Linked DNA regions of Sus scrofa: region 1 is linked to region 2. A link is a contact called in public HiChIP or PLAC-seq data. All regions are on one chromosome and are shown on one strand. The core of a region is the stretch at or near the end of the contact, and the rest is flanking DNA. Distances in the headings are between cores, read along the strand shown.

Evidence for each region. HiChIP or PLAC-seq counts read pairs in DNA pulled down with a chosen protein or histone mark.
Region 1: an H3K27ac HiChIP or PLAC-seq map of alveolar macrophages shows a contact between it and region 2. The contact joins the promoter of EWSR1 here to the promoter of XBP1 in region 2. A contact is called at or near these places in 2 of 47 Hi-C or Micro-C datasets (embryonic fibroblasts and liver) and 1 of 2 datasets of contacts at active chromatin or transcription factors (alveolar macrophages).

Annotation. Positions count from the first base shown.
Region 1 is chr14:46,405,200-46,410,244 of Sscrofa11.1, forward strand. It overlaps EWSR1 (EWS RNA binding protein 1), which reads left to right and starts at 3,524. Exons shown (of 17, transcript NM_001252048.1): 1 at 3,524-3,536. The coding sequence starts at 3,524. RHBDD3 (rhomboid domain-containing protein 3) reads right to left here. Exons shown (of 7, transcript XM_005657361.2): 1 at 3,656-5,045; 2 at 2,636-2,764; 3 at 785-1,100; 4 at 1-241. The coding sequence starts at 1,058.
Region 2 is chr14:46,014,677-46,019,521 of Sscrofa11.1, forward strand. It overlaps XBP1 (X-box binding protein 1), which reads right to left and starts at 1,850. Exons shown (of 6, transcript NM_001271738.1): 1 at 1,603-1,850; 2 at 460-556. The coding sequence starts at 1,835.

The sequences.
Region 1 (5,045 bases), core at 2,274-4,773, 390 kb after region 2:
GCCAGCATGGCCAGGTGGACAGGCATGTATCCACAGCCCCCGGCGGCCCTGGACAACCCAAGGCCTGCCAGCAGCACAGCCATTAGCCCACAGGCCAGGGCAAGCAGGGTGGAGGCATGCAGGAACCGCAGTGTGCCCAGATGGCACTCCTGCCGCCAGCCCAGCGTGGTCAGGAGCAGCAGGCTCAGGAGCAGACTGGGCAGGGCCGTGTGGCCCAGGGCATGTGTCAGCAGCCGGTGTGCTGGGAGAGAGAAGGGACTTATGTGCCAGGTTGGTGGCCCTAACCCCTGAGGATATCCCAGGTGTGCCAACTGAGGAATCCCCTTCTGTCAGGACCACCCGCTAAGCCAGGAGCCAAGTCCGCCCACTCCCAGCACTTTAATCACTAGTGGAGGGGACCAGGGGCTTCCCAACACCGTGGCTGCCCTGCTGCTGCTTTAAACGGAACAAGCTGGACCCTACACTTGGGCTTTGGAAGAGAAACCAACCACGGGTGAGTCACTTAACTTCTGTGAACATCTGGGTGCCTTGAATGTAAATGGAAGCTATCATTCTTGGGAAACAGAGGCTCGACTGGGGTCACTCCTCAAATCCCTAGGGTCTCCTCCCTTTCTCAGGCTTAGCTGAGAGCCTTCGTTGATTTCAACAGAAAACCACCAAAAAGGGAGCTGTCTGAAAAGGATTCCTACTCATAGGCTCCCACCCAGGTGGCCCCTCTGCCTGGGTTCTCTGGCCTCCCTTCTTGGCTGTGGTTGAGCTGGGTATGCTCCTGTCCAAGGCTGACCTTCCCTGGGGCACTGGGTCCGATCCCTGCTTGACTGCTGCAGGATGCATGCTGCTCCTGCCAACTGGTCTGAGGCCCTACAGCAATTCTTCTGCCTCCTCCAAGGCCCATGGGGTTGACCCTCACCCTGCCAAGGGTCCAGCAGCAGCTCTGGGGCCAGGACAAGGCTGGGGCCAGCCCCCAGCAGCCACAGGCTGCTTATTAGAAGCATCAGGATGGAGGAAGCGAGAGGCAGCGCCGGAGATGGTAGGCCAGGTGGGCCTCTGGCATGCATAACTTGGCTGAAGGTGGTCAAAGGTGGTCTTGGGGCTGTGTGCTATGGGTAAAGGAAAACAATAACAGTTATATTGTGGCTTTTATCTGACTTCCTTTCAGCTACCCTACCAACAGCATCATTTTACACAAGTAGAAACTGAGGCTGGAGAGGCGGCTCCAGCAACTTGGCCACTGAGGAGCTCAGAGGCTAATCATGTGCTTAGCCATCTGACCATCCTACCCACCTATGTGTGAGGATGAGAAAGGGCCAGGCCAAAAGGTACCTGAGCCCTGATGGGCCCTGAAAAGAGCCTGGAGTGGGAGGGGCAGGGAATGGGAAATTAAACTGGGGCCCTGGGCTCCCAAAAAGAGGGGTGGAGCTCCCCCAGGACAAATTTAGGGCCATCTCCAGCTTTCTTCTGCCTTCCCCTTCCCTCTGGCTGCAGACCAACCACCTTCCTCCCTCCTCCCTTCCACTGGGCTCAGACTTAGAGCACCCAGTGGCCTCAGCTGCCCTTGACCTAGGGGGCAAGGACAGCCAAAGGGCAGGCAGATTAGGGAGGGGGTGGAGCAGAAGGGTTGGAGGAATCCCACACCCTGAGTGCACACAATGACCCTGGACTAATAGAGCCTCAAGCTCAGCTCCTCTGGCTCTAGCCCCCTTTTCATAGAAAGGTTCCACTTCTTCCTGCTATGGATCCCTGGGCAAGTTTGGAACCTCTCCTTCCTCATCTGTAAACTGGGCATTAAGAAAATCTATCCCTTGGAGTTCTGGCTGTGGTGTAGTGGGTCAAGAATCTGACTGCAGCGGCTCAGGTCATTGCAGAAGCATGGGTTCAATCCCTGGCCTGGTGCAGCACGTTAAATAATCCGGCATTGCTGCAGCTGCAGTCTCAGCTGTGGCTCCAATTCGGTCCCTAGCCCGGGAAATTTCCATATGCCACGGGTGCAGCCATTAAAAAAAATAAAGAAAACCCACTCCTCATAGATGAAACCCACCTGTAGTTTCCTACAGAAAAAATACAGAAAATGTCTGCCTGCAAAGCCCTTCCCTTCATCTCTCTGTGAACTCCTATTCACCCTTTGAAGCCCAGCTCAAATGTCCCCTTCCCTCCTCTGCCCCCCCCCACCCCGTATCATGGCTCTTACCCAACCGAATAAGCACCACATGGCCTGTTTTTTTCTAGGCAGAAGGTCTGAACTGGCTGGAGGAGACCTTCTCCTCTTGCTCATGGCCAAGTTCCCCAGGGTGCTCATAGCTTACATATAGCTTGCTTTATGTGTGTTCACTGAAGGAAAGACACTAGCTTGGCTCCAGTTCCCGCCAAAGGATTTGGATAAGCCCTGCCTTTTGATGGGCCTGGGCATCTGTCTAGGGAGACTGGATTTAATACAAGAAGTCAGGCAGGTGCAGCTCTTGCAGGGAGCCAGGGCACCCACTGCAAGCTGCCTCCTGCACGCTCACAACCATCTCTCCCTGGGTACTTTAGCAAGAGTGGGTTTGCCCATGGACAAAAAGAACTGGGATTTGAACGCTCGAGGTCTCAGCCTGTCCATCTATAAAATGGGACGGTGCATCATCACGCCCTGGCCTACCTTACTGGGAAGCCGGGAAGACAGAAATGGAAAGACAAGGACCGGGAAGATTCTTCCGGGTGATGGAAAGTGGGGGTCCCACGGTGTGGCTGGGACTCGGCTTTATATTTTGGGCCTCAGTTTCCCTTTCTGTAAAAACGGGTGTTGGTGGGGGGTGGTGATTAAAGGGCCTCCTTCTCAAACTCGACCGTTACTGGAGGGCCCTCGGGCCGAACACTACGTGCGCGGCCTCCCATCCAGCCCACCCGCCTCGGTCCCCTTGCCCGCAGGCCGGGCCACGTGTCTGGGGTACTCACTGCGGAGCGCGCCCCCCGCCCCCAGAAGGCCGGGTGGGGCCCTCGGCTGGGAGTCGGTGCTCCAGCTTCCCGCCGAAGCCCGAGCGCCCCGAGCCCATTCTACTCGCACTCGGGCGCGTGACCCTGGTCGACCGGTCGGCGCGCCACCCACTCCTCCGCCGCCCGCCGATTAGTCAGCAGTTGTTCTAGGCCCGGGTCCCTTCCCCCAGCCCTCCCGCCGGCCTCCGTTTCCCTCCAAGGCAAACTCTTCAGAGACGGTCCCTAGAGCCAGCGGACGTAACCATTCCAAACAGCCTCGCATCGACCAGAGAATCACTCTGACTTGTTACCAAGATCCGCTCACCGGTCGCTCCCACCCCTGCGGTGCTATTTTGGCCAGCTAGTCACATCCGTTGCTCTTTAGAGAGGTTTAGGACTAGAGCAGCGGGAGCGAAGGACGAGAAAGCTGTGGTTCATCTCTCCTTCCCCTACCCCCGTGGCCTGGCCCGATGGTAGCGCCCGAGGTTGCGGGTTTCGCGCCTGCGCAGTGCGGCGCCTAGAGGGAAAGCGAGAGGGAGACGGACGTTGAGAGAACGAGAAGGAAGGAGAGAAAATGGCGTCCACGGGTGAGTGTGGTGGAGCCGCGGTCGCGCCGGCGGCGGCTGGGACGCCCAAGTTAGGGACCGTTCGTCTCTAGGGGTGACCGGAACGACTGAGTGGATTTGTTGGGAAGGGTGTGAGGTACCCGCCGCGGCCCGAGGAGCTCGACGGCCGCCTTTCTCCTCTCCTCCGCTCCCCTCCCCCCACCGAGCAGGCCGGTTCTGGAACCTTCCGGCACCTCCGGCGCGCGGGGGGCTCGAGGCGGCGGAGGCGCGCTGGGCCAGCCTTGGCCTCCATTGTGTGGCGGCCGTCCGGCCTCGCGCTCTGGGCCGCCCGCCACGTGGGCGGGGCCTGCGGCCTCCGGGGCCCCGCGCGGGGGTGGGGGGAGGGCTCGGCCAGGCCTCGAGCCCCGGAGCCCCGAAGCTCCGAAGCCCCGAAACGGGGGGTGAGAGGGCCGAACGGCGGCTCCGAAAGCTGCAGTTCCGCAGCCCCTCTGACTTTTCCCACCCCAATCTCATTTTCAGAAAGGCAGCCAAAGCCCGAGGGCGACTCTGCCTCGCCGAGAAGCTTGGGCAATAAAAGCATATAAGCTGAAAAGGCTTCACGGATTTGCGAGCCGAGGGGCGCAGACCTATGAAAGGGGGCCCCGTCATCCTTAGAGCCGAGTCGGCTGCGGCGTCCAGTGCCGCCAAGTCGCCCCCTCGGCGGGTTCCAGCGCGAAGCCGAACTTTTTTCTGTCCGACTGTGTTTTAGACGGAGTGTGGGCCCCCCTTCCCCCCGCCCCCACACACCTTACGGCCTCTCAAGTCGGCTCCCTTTTCGGGCTTCGTTTTTTACCATTTATTTTTTTCTCTCCAGAAAGCGGTTATGTGGCTTCCTAGGGCCGTGTTTCAGCAAACGCCGAGGGAGATCTGTTGTGTAATAAGGCCAACTCGGATCGTGAGGCCAGAAATCTCCACTGAAAGAAATTTCTGGCCTCTGACTTAGGAGAAACAAAAGGCCTGGGTGGGAGTGTGCATTATGCTTAAGTAATCGTTCTGCATGTTATTTTGCCCAGGTTAGGCCGGGGGGCTTGTTTATTTCGCTGACTAGAGAGGAAGGAGGCGCGTACTGGAAGAAAACCTGGGGTGGGAGCTCGCTCGAATACGATGACTGGGGTGGTCCTTGCACGGGGTGTTTAACACTCTAGACTGGACCTGCAGTTTGCAGCAGGTTCTTGCGGTTATTGGTAGGGTGGGGCATTTTTGCCCCTCCTGACTCTAGGCCTTTGAGGCAGTTGCAAAAGACAAGAAGGAAATGGGAAAAAGCCCTGGGTCCTTCAGAGTTTCAATTTGAAAAGGGTCCGGAATCCAGCCAGCGAAGGAACGTTTAAGAACTCTCCCCAGTTGTGTGGGTAGTAAACAGGTAGTTAGATGGTGGCTTTTAGTGCCAGGGTACAAAGTGCTCCTGGAAGAGAGGGCGCTGAATTATACCACGTCCAAGACATTCTGGTGGGAAATGGATACCTCAGAGCCCATTACACTTTCCTTTTCCCT
Region 2 (4,845 bases), core at 600-3,099:
AAATGTTAAAAAAGAAAAAAAATACCACAAATACTCCTTAGTATTCAAGATGTGTAACTGACAACAATTTAAGTTTAGGTAACAAATGGACCCTAAAAGGGGAAAGGAACCCTTGGTGGACTTTTGGCCAAGACAGGAAAGGTCTCAAGTTTAGGTAATGATTTCCTATTTGCTTTTACTACTTAGTACTAACTGATAAAAGACTAATGTAATGTAATCCACCAACTCTTAAATATAGCACCAAATGCTAGAGTCCATTACTCTGCTCTCCTCAAGCTTCACACTTAATCAATTACCTATCTACCCTCACTTAGATTAGTTTAAGTTTTAATTATACATCCACTTGTATTCTAAAGGGGATGAAACAACTCAAGGCATTATTGCAAATAAGAGACCATTCACCAAGGGAAGATACACACAATGGATAAAAGATAAGAATTTGATCTTAAGTATTTTTACCTCTTCTTCCAAATCTACCACTTGTTGCTCCAGCTCACTCATTCGAGCTTTCTTTCGGTCTCTGGCAGTCTGAGCTGCTACTCTGTTTTTCAGTTTCCTGAGGACAGAAAGAGATACCACACTGACTCATCTTAAACCTTATTCATAGCTTTATTTGAAAACCTGGCCAGCTGGTGCTTTCATTTTTAACTTATAGCATAAGGCAGACTAATGGTAAAATACACTTCAGACTTCACCCTTCAAAGAAACAAAACCGAAAAATTAGCCTTCTGTGGATCTAGCTTGAAAACCTGCTTTATTCTCCCCCATATTGCGTCATCCACCTCAGTCTTATCCCGGCCACAGCACTGAGGCTGGACACACAGCGTCATGAGATATCTCCTCCTCCCCTTTCTACTCTGCTGCTGCTTCCCGACTCCCTCGAACAGGATCCAACCCGGACTGATTAAATCTAATGTGGGTTGCAATGCCGCTGACATAAACGCTCCCTCAGCAAACAGCTCAGACGGGTGAAAGGCTGAGGCGATTTTTGCCCTGGTGCTGAGGCCGGTCGGCTCGAGAAGCACTTAATAAATCACAAAAAGCAAACAGATCATAGAAGAACTAATATTTAAGGAGGACTAAGTACTAGATATTTCTCTATTTCCCCAACGACCTCAGGAGGCAAATATCATTTTAAGGACGCAGAGACTGAGTTTGACTAGTGAGCCTTCTAAGGCTCACAGCCCCTTCAACAGCTGTCATTTCAGACCCGTGCGCCTCCAAAAAGGAGGTAAATCAATGGACTCCATGTTACAGCCCTAATTCAGAGAAGCTTAACAACGGATTTGTGGTCACACAGCGAGAGGGCCCAGAACCCAGGTACTCGCAGACCCAGCTGTGGTCATCTCTAATGAGAGAGAAAAGAATTTAATAAAAAAGGCCTGCTCAGCCCTGGACTCCACCCAACGCAGTAGAGCGGCCGGTCCAGACTTCCTGCCCTCGCCCCGCCCCGCGCCACGCTGGCGCTGGCACCCAAAAGGCCGTCAGAGACCGACCGTGGCGGGAGGTCAGCTCCCGGCCCAGAACCCCTGTCTCTCCTTCGGATTGGCTCTCAGACCTCGGGCCCTAGCCCTCTGGGTCCGCGCCCCGACCCTCGCCCACCTCCGTAACGCCTTCTCTTCGGGGCTCAGGTGCGTGAGGCGCTGTCTCTTGCGCGTCTGGGGCGGCCCCCCGCTTGCCGCCTCCGGGCTGGCCCCTCGCTGGCCCGGCACCATGATAGGCAGAGCCCGGCCGGCCGGAGCTCCAGCGGCGGCGGCGGCGGCGGGCTTCCCGGAGAGAAGCAGTACTTTGGGGGCCCCGGCGGCCGGGCTCTGCGCAGCTGCCACCACCACCATGGCTGGAGCGTGTCTACGCCTGTGCGCGCCGCCGCCGCCCAGTGGGCCAGCCCCCCCAGCGCCCAGCCTTTCTAGGATCGTGGCCCTCCACGATTGGCCAGCTCCGTGTGATGTAGGCATATCTCAGCGCCTATTGGTCCGGTGGACCCGAAGGGGGCGGTGCCAGGGCGTCCAGCGTGGCATCCGCGGTGCTGGGCTGGGGACGCTGGGCTTTTTTTTCCGCTCGGCTGACCGGTAGGCGTCGCTGGGTGGCGGGCTGGTAGAGGGTTCTGGAGGGCTGGGTTGTGGAGAGCCCCTAAGCTGGTGAGGAAGAGTCTGCAGCCCGACGGAGTTTCTTCAGTAAATAGATTTCTCCCCGAATGACAAGAGTTGAATTTCAAACCAGGAGATTTCCAGACTGACGAATTTTTACCAAGACTAACAGATTTTTACCCAGTCTGACAGAATTGTATCTCATTCCCCACTTAGGGCCCAGAGTGCAAAATCGAGAGACAGTTCAAATTGGGCCTTGGGTTAGAAAAATGCTTGCAAAAACATTCTGCAACATAAGTCTTCAGGAAATGAGGTCAAGTACTTTAAAACTGGGTTCAGGAGTTCCCATTGTGGTGTAGCGGGTTAAGGACGTTGTCCCAGTGAGGATGTGGGTTTGATCCCTGCTTGTAGCTCAGTGGGTTAAGGATCTGTGTGTTGCCACAAGTTATGTGGTAGGTTGCAGATGCAGCTGGGTCTGGTGTTGCTGTGGCTGTGGTTTAGGCCTATAGTTGCAGCTTGGACTCAGCCCCTAGCCTGGAAGCTTCATATGCCACAGGTGCAGCTCTTAAAAAAACAAAACAAAAACTAGGTTTATTGAATTAGAAAGATGTGGTATATATACTCAATGGAATACTACTCAGCCATAAAAAAGAACAAAATAATGCCATTTGCAGCAACATGGAAGAAACTAGAGTCTCTAGTTCTAAGTGAAGTAAGTCAAAGAGAAAGACAAATATCATATGATATCACTTATATCTGAAATCTAATACACAGCACAAATGAACCTTTCCACAGAAAAGAAAACCATGGATGTGGAGAACAGACTTGTCCATTGCCAAGGGGGAGGGGGAGGGAGTGGGATGGATTGGGAACTTGGTTAATAGATACAGACTATTGCCTTTGGAATGGATTAGCAATGAGATCCTGCTCTGTAGCACTGGAAACTGTGTCTAGTCACTTATGATGGAGCATGATAATGTGAGAAAAAAGAACCCATACGTGTATATGTAACTGGGTCACTATGCTTTATAGTAGAAAATTGACAGAACACTGTAAACCAGCTATAATGAAAAAAAAATCATTATATATTTTTAAAAATTAAAAAAAATAGGTTTAAGTGAAAGCTTAATAAATCATAGGTGTTCTCTCTGAGTGGCAGGAATATGTGTGTGTGTGTAATTTCTAAACTGTCTACTGAGTATACATATTATTTACTTATTTTAAATGAAAATAAGATGTTTCCACGTATAAAAGATGAGGAAAGGTTCAGGGCTTCTGCCTGCAGCAGCCCTTGTGAAAGAGAGGCCTCCAAACTGTAGCTAGAGATCAGTTAAGACACAGGAATATTAAAATGGAGAAACCCAAGGAAACACCCCACAAGGCATTTTCTTTTTCACTTTTTTGAAGCAAATTACAAAATGTTAAGTTCCCTAGAATTACAAAGCAAGACTTTCTTTAACAAGTAGTTACTGCAATCATTTCTTTTAACAAGTAGTTATTGCTTCCTCTGTGCTTAGTACTGTTCTAGGTTCTAGGGACGCAAAGATTAGTAAATCTCATAGCTGGTGCTTGGAAGATATGCAAAAAGTGAACAGATAGAATGGTACCAGGTAATTCTTCAGTGCTATTAAGTCAGGTTAGTTCTTCAGTTATGTTTTGGTGGGGAGGAAACAGGATGGGAAGAAGGAATGAAAGCAATTCAGTCAAGGGACACAGTCTCTGTCATTCTTTGGGTTGGGCAGTGAGTCTTCTTCAGTATTTCCTTCCTCCAAATTCACAGAGTGGAATCAGTGACTTTATTTAAATGGAGCTTGGCACAGCTCAGGATGCCCTGAGCACAGACTACTTCTGTGGTCTGGAAGAGAGGTGGGGACTGATCGGGGACTTCAGGACAAAGAAGCCTGTCTACATATTAATTCTCATGAGCCTTAAGTCAGCTGAGTCCCCAGGCGCCTGCGGCAATGAGAGATTCACTCCTGGTCCCTGGACCATTTGGGAGAATTCTTTGGGATACCTTCTAGTTTTTACCTACACATTTTTTGTTAAAGGACCATGGAAAGCTGTAAGAGGTTCTGAGAGAAGTGGAGTAATTGTCATGCAGCCTTGTATTTAAGATTTGTGAATGCCGAAAGAATGTCTGGCACTGTGTATGAAATCCCAGTGAAATGAAAAGAAATTTAAATCATTTAGACATAAAAGAAAATGCAGGATGCCTATATTAGTCCAGCATGATGTAAATGAGTTACCTTGTGGAGAAGGCACAAGATACTGGGGCAGAGGAGAAAAGGTCGATGAATTGCATTTTAGTGTTGGTTAGCAAGGTAGAAATGGAATGTTAGAATTGACTACTCCAGCTTTGTTTTCAAAGATTTTATCTTTATTTTATTTTATTTTATTTTATTTTATTTTATTTTATTCTTTTTTGGCCATACCGGTGGCATGTGGAAGTTCCTGGGCCAGGGATCAAACCCATGCCACAGCAGTGACCCAAGCAGCTGCAGTGACAACACTGGATCCTTAACCTGCTATACCACAAGAGAACTCCGAGGCCTCTATCTTTTTGATAAACATGTGAAATCATACTCAAAAACAGTAATTTGACCCAGTGCAGGTTGCTGTCCATGGAGTCGTGAGCACTCAAGTCCAAACCTTTGAACAATTTTATATCCTCTCTGTAAAATTACTCTGCTAATTCTTGCATCAGATACCATGAATATTTTTAAACAGATATGAGGCACTTGTGATAAGAGCTATAAAG